Linked DNA regions of Mus musculus: region 2 is linked to region 1. The links are chromatin contacts, called in public HiChIP or PLAC-seq maps. All regions are on one chromosome and are shown on one strand. Each heading gives the region's core, a stretch centred on a gene start, on an enhancer-like site or on the middle of the called end of the contact. The rest is flanking DNA. Distances are from core to core; before and after follow the strand shown. Region 1 overlaps Tpm4 (tropomyosin 4). Region 2 holds the start of Hsh2d (hematopoietic SH2 domain containing).

What was found. HiChIP or PLAC-seq counts read pairs in DNA pulled down with a chosen protein or histone mark.
Region 2: an H3K27ac HiChIP or PLAC-seq map of embryonic stem cells shows a contact between it and region 1, with 10 read pairs. The contact joins the promoter of Hsh2d here to the enhancer-like site in region 1. A contact is called at or near these places in 3 of 39 promoter capture datasets (embryonic stem cells and macrophages), 2 of 484 Hi-C or Micro-C datasets (B cells and embryonic stem cells), 8 of 115 datasets of contacts at active chromatin or transcription factors (CD8 T cells, double positive thymocytes, embryonic stem cells and 1 more) and 3 of 9 other capture datasets (adipose tissue, liver and pancreatic islet).

Annotation. Positions count from the first base shown.
Region 1 is chr8:72,146,753-72,151,106 of GRCm38.p6, forward strand. It overlaps Tpm4 (tropomyosin 4), which reads left to right. Exons shown (of 8, transcript NM_001001491.2): 6 at 305-367; 7 at 446-515. Among named protein-coding and RNA genes, the nearest start is that of Rab8a, 12 kb to the right of the region's middle. Within about 2 kb of position 2,514, at least 14 of the 459 cell types and tissues checked have an H3K27ac peak or open chromatin away from gene starts, as enhancers often do. A contact at or near this core is called in embryonic stem cells, where this site is marked.
Region 2 is chr8:72,186,902-72,191,226 of GRCm38.p6, forward strand. It overlaps Hsh2d (hematopoietic SH2 domain containing), which reads left to right and starts at 2,767. Exons shown (of 6, transcript NM_197944.1): 1 at 2,767-2,786.

The DNA.
Region 1 (4,354 bases), core at 1,264-3,763:
TCCTTGCCAGGCAAATGCTTCACTCGCTGAATCATCTCCCCAGCTCCTTCTTCCTTCCCTTAAGTATTTATTTCATATGTGTAAGTGCTTTGCCAGCATGTATGTCTGCACTGTAGGGCAGGGTGTCAGATCCCCTGGCACTGAACTTACAAAATGGTTGTGAGCGTCCATGTGGGTACTGGGTCCTGAACCCCAGCCCTCTGTAAAAGCAACAAGAGCCCTTAACCTCTGAGGCATCTCTCCAGCCTTTTTCCCTCTTTTAAGGACCACCTTTGGGGTTTGTTGGTTTGTTTTTCTCCCATAGTATTCTGAAAAGGAGGATAAATATGAAGAAGAAATCAAGCTTCTGTCTGACAAGCTGAAGGAGGTGAGTGACCACACCCAGCTTTGCCCTACATTTTGAGGGGCTAATCTGAAGCAGGATAGTGACTCTTTTCTTCCCTAGGCTGAGACCCGAGCTGAGTTTGCAGAAAGGACAGTTTCTAAACTGGAGAAGACAATCGATGACCTGGAAGGTAGGAATCTCCACTTCCCTAAGTGACATATCAAAGTTGAGTGAGTAGGTCTGTGGAGGAACAGAGCTGGGCTTTTTTTCCAGAGTGAAGTCTTCAGAATTCTCACAGAGATGCTTTGCATATTTTAAATGCCTCCAGCTCTTGCTGTCCTTTCTCCCAGAGGCAAGGTTTATCTTAGTGTGAGCAAAGAGGAAAAAGGAGACTGCAGGGCCTCAGTTCCCCAGGGGACACAACTCAGCATTTCTTGAAGTGACTATGTTATTCTCCATGATAGAGCACGGAAATTCCAGACACTTGGGGTTGGGATCTTCCAGGAAGGGAGACTCATTCTTCACGAAATCTTTATCCATATAAGGGAAAATGCTCCTATAGCTGGGTGATTAAGCCATCAGAAGTTATCTTTGGCCCAAGGGTGATTGTAGTGGGGGTTATCTTGAGATAGGGTCTTATAGTGTAAACCAGGCTAGTCTTGCCTCTGCCTTCCAAGTTCTGGGATTAAAGGTGTGTGCTACCACGCCCAGCTCACCATTATTTCAAGGGCTTATCTAGGCTACTCCTGTTCAGAAGCCCAGACCTGTTTGTTTGACATGGGGCTCAACTTTGTCTTCGTTCACACTGTTTGTCTATGCTCTTCTATCTCAACCCTCCATCCTATTTCTTCAACCCCCTTCCTGGAGATACCACCCTCTAGACAAGAGTGCCCAAAAGTTCAGGTAAATAGCTATCAGCAAGGATGTGAACCATCCCTCAGTGACAAGACCTTTCTCTGAGGACTGTAGGTGTCACCTTGGCTCCTAGCCATCTCTAGGTGAACTGGCTCTGGTGCTTAGGAGCTCTAGGGAACCCACCTTCTGGTGTAAACTTTAGCCTTTTCCCCATGTGTCTAACTCTGACTGAAATGACAACAGGCCATCTTCATCTTCTGTTCTTGCCACCTCATCTTTGAGCTGGAGTCCGGTGCCTTTGGCCATGACCAGGATGAAGGTGGGCAGTTGGCTGTCTCTCACAGATTAAATCCTCTTTACCAATGGAAAAATGAGGTCCACATGGCCCTTTTCTGAAAATAAGGAAACAAAAGCCTATCTGGCATGATTCCTCAAACACAGCACTAGCTAACCAGGATGGCAGCGCAGTCACCATTTCTTAATGGAGAGTGTCTGAATTTGTGTCAGCAAATAAAAGGAGGCCCTCTTGATTGGGGTCTAGGCTATGAATTCCAGTGGTTGCTTGCATTCTTTTTTTTTTTTTTAAGATTTTTTATTTTTTAATTTTAAGATTTTTAAATTTTTATTTATTATATGTAAGTACACTGTACTTACATTTTAAGATTTATTTATTTATTATATGTAAATTACATGTAATTTATATATATTATATTATATGTAAGTACACTGTAATATATATATTATATATATTATATGTAAGTACACTGTAGCTGTCTTCAGACATTCCAGAATATATATATATTATATATATTATATGTAAGTACACTGTAGCTGTCTTCAGACATTCCAGAAGAGGGAGTCAGATCTCATTACAGATGGTTGTGAGCCACCATGTGGTTGCTGGGATTTGAACTCTGGACCTTCGGAAGAGGTCTTACCCACTGAGCCATCTCACCAGCCCCGGTTGCTTGCATTCTTATGTGACATTTACCCTAACCCATTTTGTTAGCTGGGCAGTGGTTGTACATGCCTTTAATCCCAACACTTGGGAGGCAGGGGCAGGTGGATCTGAGTTCAAAAACAGCCTGATCTACAGAGGACATTGCTATGGAAAAGTGCTGGGGATGAGGGGGTGGGCCTTTTGTAAACCCTGCCCTATACACCTTGTTTTGCATATGCCCTGGGACAGATCACTGGCTTTGGGGGGTGGAGGGTGCTTTTGTTGTTTGCTCAGTATTTCCCTGAGAAATTTCCAGACACGAATAGCCTCCACCCTTTGAAATAACCACCATCCCTTCCTGCCTCTCTAATCATTCTACTAGAGCCCTACAAGAGTTCAACCCTCTCCTATTGTGTCTGAGCTGTGTTGAGAGTCTCAAGGACAGGGAATACTTTGGGGTGAGGCTCTTTCATTTCAGACCTAATTAACAAAACATGCTAGAGAGGCCAGGATTGGTAGTAGAAAACCTGGGTTGCATCTCACCTCTACTACTGGAACTATACAACACTGAGTGTGTCACTTAGCTTTTCTGTAAAACAAAAGTGCAGTCTGGGTTACCAGGAGAACTAAGAACATGGAGCCTAAGAACATGGAGCAGCTGGCTCACAAAAGCATCCAGTTAACAAGTCTTCACACAGCCAGGTCACAGTAGTTTGTTACATGAAGGCTTCTGTGGCTATAGAGAGACGGCTGTCTTCTGCAGTCTAAAAGTGTTTTGTTTTCCTGAAAATTTCCAGGTTGATCTTATCATAGTTTATGAGGCTTTTTGCTTTCTCCCAGGATTTTAATGACTCCTGGCCTTGTCTTTTATCAGCTGTCACTCACACAAACCAGTCTTCCCTCAGGCTGGTCATGCAGAGCTCTCAATGGCTTTTTAAAATTACTGTATTTTACTTATTTGGTGGTGCAGAGCACACATGTGCTACAGTGCACAGATGTGGGGGTTAGGATAACTCGAAGGGATCAAGTTTCTCCTTCTACCACATGGGTCCTGGGGATGGAACTCAGGTCTTCAGGCTTGGCAGCAGGAACCTTGACCTGATGGGCCATCTTACAAACTGACCTATTTCCTTTTTTAAAATTTTACTTAATCAGCAGAATTACTGAATAGTTTTCCTGCAGTCTTAGGTTGCAGTCTCTGTTATTTACCTGGAGTTATTTACTCCATTGCCAGGGGCACCCTGACAGTGAATACTGTATGCCTGGAATTACAATAGCCACCCACAGGTACTCCAAAGGAAAAATGGGTTACACAGTTTTACATTGTCCTAACAGATGTACTAAGTCATCTGTATCTAGTAGCAAAGTCTTTTATGTGTACATCATCTGAATTCTGAATCCTGTCTCAGTTCTCATGAGGCATCTATCAATCACACACACTGGTGGACAGATAGGCAGACTTAAGACCTAGAAAGCTTGAATGGCTCACTCTAATGATACACTTTAGGGCTTTAGTCCAAGTGTTCTGGCTCACAGATTGCTGGATTTATCTGGAAAAGGAAAACAGGACAATAAATCAAGTTTCACCAAGGCAGAAAAGTTGGTTTTTTATTTTTAAGATTTATTTATTATATGTAAGCACACTGTAGCTGTCTTCAGACATTCCAGAAGAGGGAGTCAGATCTCATTACAGATGGTTGTGAGCCACCATGTGGGTGCTGGGATTTAAACTCGGGACCTCTGGAAGATCAGTAAGTGCTCTTAACCATTGAGCCATGTCTCCAGCCCAGAAAAGTTTACTTTTGTATAGTACATTTTATGCACCATTTGAGATGTTAAATTTTTTAAAAAGATTTATTTATTATTATATCTAAGTACACTGTAGCTGTCTTCAGACACACTAGAAGAGGGCATCAGATCTTATTAAGGATGGTTGTGAGCTACCATGTGGTTGCTGGGATTTGAACTCATGACCTTTGGAAGAGCAGACAGTGCTTACCCGCTGAACCATCTCTCCAGCCCAAGATGTTAAATTTTTATTTGTAGTTTATGTTTGTTGAGGAGGTGCACATGTGCCATGACTCATGTGTGGAGGTCAGAAAATAGGTTGTAGGAGTCTGTTCTCTTCCCACTATGTGAGTCCCAGGGATAAAACTGATTATCAAGCCAGGTAGCAAGTGCCTTTTCTTTGTTTGTTTGTTTGTTTTTCGAGCCAGGGTTTCTCTGTGTAGCCC
Region 2 (4,325 bases), core at 1,517-4,016, 40 kb after region 1:
AATACCCCCACTATGCTGGTACCAATTTGTCTTAGTCAGAGTTTCTTTTTTTTTTTTTTTTTTTTTTTTTTTGGTTTTTTTTCGAGACAGGGTTTCTCTGTAGCCCTGGCTGTCCTGGCACTCACTTTGTAGACCAGGCTGGCCTCGAACTCAGAAATCCGCCTGCCTCTGCCTCCCGAGTGCTGGGATTAGAGGCGTGCGCCACCACGCCCGGCTTAGACAGGGTTTCTATTCCTGCACAAACATCATGACCAAAAAGCAGTTAGGGAGGAAAAGGTTTATTCAGCTTACACTTCTACTGCTGTTCATCACCAAGGAAGTCAGGACTGGAATTCAAGCAAGTCAGGAAGCTGATGCAGAGGCCATGGAGGGATGTTCCTTACTGACTTGCTTCCCCTGGCTTGCCTCAGCCTGCTCTCTTATGGAACCAAGACTACCAGTCCAGAGATGGTCCCACCCACAAGGGGCCTTTCCCACTTGATCACTAATTGAGAAAATGCCTTACAGCTGGCTCTCATGGAGGCGTTTCCTCAACTGAAGCTCCTTTCTCTGTGATAACTCCAGCTGTGTCAAGTTGACACATAAAACCAGCCAGTACACATGCTCAGTTTAAATTAAACACCTCATCCTAAGACAGGGTTTCCCCCTTTATGAACCGATATTTGCCTATGGGCCACATCAGTCTCCTCTATCCAGAGGCAGTACTTTGTCCCCTTCCTAAGCAAATACCCCTCATCCCCTCCCTTGCTTCTCCTTTGTTTCTCTTCCCTTCTTCCTCTCCTTCCTGTCTTTGTACCTTATCCCTGCCCTATCCCTCTAGAGTAAATAAATCTCCTTTGTGCTGAGAACTTGGTCTTGAGGGTCCTGAGAGGATAGTTTTCCTTTCACTTCCCTTGGAGGCTGTGGCTGTGTCCATTTGTTAATCAGAGACATGAGGGTGGGGGAATTCTACTTTGACAGACTGACAAGAAGATGTTAGTCTAGAGGACCACAGTCCCCAAGCTGCTCAGAAGTGGGGTGGACAAAGAGCCAAGCCAAAACAGCTCATGTTCTCCAAGACTGAGTCACATACACAAGAGAACCCCACAGGACCAGCCCTGCGCAACAAAGTGTGAGGAGGATTGGAGAGGTCAAGTGAGTTCTATGAAGTTGGCCCCGCCAGTGAAAGCACATCTCATCCTGAGTCTAGGCAAAAGTCAATGAATTAAGTCACAATAACTTGCCCAGATGTGCTGACTCAGCTGAACCCTTGGGCCCTTAAGTGGGTCTATCATCAGAGCCTACACTGGTTTCCTCCACTGTTGGACCTTTGCAGCCCAGAAACTCCCAAGCCTATGCCACCCTGGAGAGGAGCAGGGGTCAGAGAGGCACCAACTCTATCCTAGAAAGTGTTCATTCCAAAGACCCAGGATAGGTGGAAATGCACTGGGTGCAGAGGCAAGACGGAAATGCACTGGGTGCAGAGGCAAGAAGGGGTGGGCCAGGAAGCTTACAGCCAAGTCAGCTATGCCTGTTAGGTACAGGGACACATCACCCAGGACCCAGAGTGTGCACATACATTGTAGTTCATTTTAAAATCAGAAGAAAAATCAGGCATGGACTGGGTCTGCAGCTCAGTTGGCAGGGTACTCACATATGGTGAAAGAACTCCTGGGTCCCATCCCAGTATCGCAGAAAATACAGACACCTCTATGATCCCAGCACCCAGGAGATAGAGACAGGAAGAGCAGAGATGCAACATCATCCTCAGTGTTCTGTGGATTCCAGGCCAGCCAGGATGCTGTGAGATCCTGTTTTAGAAAAATAAAAAACAGAAGGGAGAAAAAAACCAGAATAAGATAGATGGACTCTATGGTTTACTCCAGTTTGTTTTGTTTGTTTGTTTGTTTGCTTGCTTGCTTGCTTTCTTGCTTTGGTTTAGTTTGGATATTGAGTTTGAATGTCCCTATGTTAGCCCAGGCTAGCCTGGAACCCCAAATCCTCCTGCCTCAGGCTACTGAGTACTGCAACTACAGACCCAAGCCATCTTGCTTTGATGTTGGCCTAGAGGGCAACATGACTGTAGAATGATATTTCAAATGAGTTTTGCAAAGGAAGGTATGATAGGTGTTGTGTGTGCAGCAAGTCTGTCCTTTCATGTCTCCTTCATGTCTGGGGCATATGCAGTTCCCTGTCCTGTATATGCATACTGTTCCTGTATCCTGTCCCCCCCAAGCAGCCTCTCCTACTTGTTGCCTTTCACTCTCTGATTGCCATATGCCCATTTCCTGACCTATGACTACTTCAAGGTTGCTGTTAAGAGGCTGGGAATCTAGCTCAGTAGGTAGAGTGCTTGTAGCTCAGTAGGTAAAGTGATTGTAGCTCACTTAGCAAGCATGAAGCCCTGGGTTCCATCCCCAGCAATGCATAATCTTGGCATGATGGTAAACCCTGAGGTCGAGGCAAGAGTCTACTTCAGCACCCCAATTGGGGTGCATAAAGCTGTATCTCAAGGGGGAAAAAAACTAGAAGAATACCAATATTGGGAAGCAGGGCGGCAGCTGTCTCAGCGATTCCATAGAGTTGGTAGAGAGTAAGTACTGAGCAAGGCTTGGCAAGAACAACTCCAGCCTCAGACTCAAGCCTTGAGAGTTATTCTGGTCCCACCCTGTTCACCTGCTGGAGGAAACAGGAACTGACTGAGGCTCCTGGCCCTGCCCCTCTGACGTGTGGACCCTGAACCGAAACTTAAACTCCAGCTCAAGCCAGCTCAAGAGCCCTTCGGAACACAACCCAAGCTGTCCAAGGTATGCATCCTACATCCTGCACCCTGCATCCAGAATCCTGGCATCCCTGCATCCCAACATGCCCCAGCTTCAGAGGCTCTGGGACTTCAGCACTGGGTGTAGTGGTGCTAGAAGATGAGAGAAGGGTTTACCAGAGGAGGAAAGCATTGCAAGGGCTAAACTCTGGCATGGCTCTCCACACAAGTCATTGCAGCGCTTTGGAGGCCGAGGCAGGCTGTACACGTTTGAGGCTGGTTTCAGCTAGCTACATGGTGAGACCTGATTCATAGAAACCAAGTGTTCCAAGAAAACCACGAGGGGAAGGCAGAGAGAGGTAAAGCCCCTCCGGCCCCACGGGGTTTTACTGGAGCTGCCAGAGAAAGGAAGGAATTTAACTGAGAAGCTCCGGGAGAGGGTGGGACTGTGGCCAGGGTTTTGTTTGAGCAGGGGAGGCAGGGAAGCTGGCTGGAGGAAGGGACATTTGTATTGAGTCTTGAAAGACTTGTAGGAGTGTTCTGAAGTAGAAAGAGAATAAACATTGAGACCTTTCTGTGTAGCATGTAGCTGGGTTCAGCTGTACTTTAGAGACACGTGTATCTGCTTCATGATGGTGCTACACTCTGGGAGACATGTTGGTAGGTGATAGCCTGGACAGGATTGTCTGTTGCACTCCTGGAGGCCTAGACTCCAATGTGCTTGAACACGGTCAGAACTAGAGCACTGTGGCAAACATGTGCCTGTCTCTGCCTGTGAAGCACAGTGAATAATGAAATAAAAAGGGGAAGTAAACTGAAGTGGGTGGTGCACTCCAGAGGCAGAGGCAGAGGCAGGGGGATCTCTGAGTTCAAGGCCAGCCTGGTCTATAGAGCAAGTTCCCCGGACAGCCAGGGCTTTACAAAGAAAACCCGTCTTGAAAAAAAACAAAGACAAAAAAAAAAAAAAAAAAAAAGAAGAGAAAGGAGGCAGTGGGAGACCCTCCTAGGGACGTTGTCTAGTCACACTCGGCAAGGCAGCCAACCTTCATTCAAAGACTGTTTCAATCCATACAGTGAAGAGTAAGTGAGGAAGAGCCAGTGTCAGCTGCAGGCCTACACACACAGCTGCACACACACGTGTCTGTACACATGGTCACCCCCCCCATACACATTCAAAATTTTTAAATATTAGAATGAGGCTGGAGAGTCGGCAGTTAAGAGTGTACACTGCTCTTGCAGAGTTGCTGAGTTTAGTTCCCAGTGCCTGCATAAGCTTAATGGCCCCTGTAAATCTGGCTCCAGGGATCCAACGCCCTCTTCTGGCCTCCAGTAGTACCTGCATACACATGGCTATTACACTCACACACATTCTCACACACAGAGAGGCACACACATACACATAAATAAAAATTAAAATCTTTTTTGAAAACAAAAAGCAATTAAATAAATAAAAACCAGATATTAGGAGAAATTCAGGTTTTTGTTTTGTTTTGAGACTGGCCTAGAAACGTCTGACCCTTCTGTCTCCTTCTGTAAGTACTAAGATGGCAGATGTACACCACTACATCTGGCTTTTCTTTTTTTT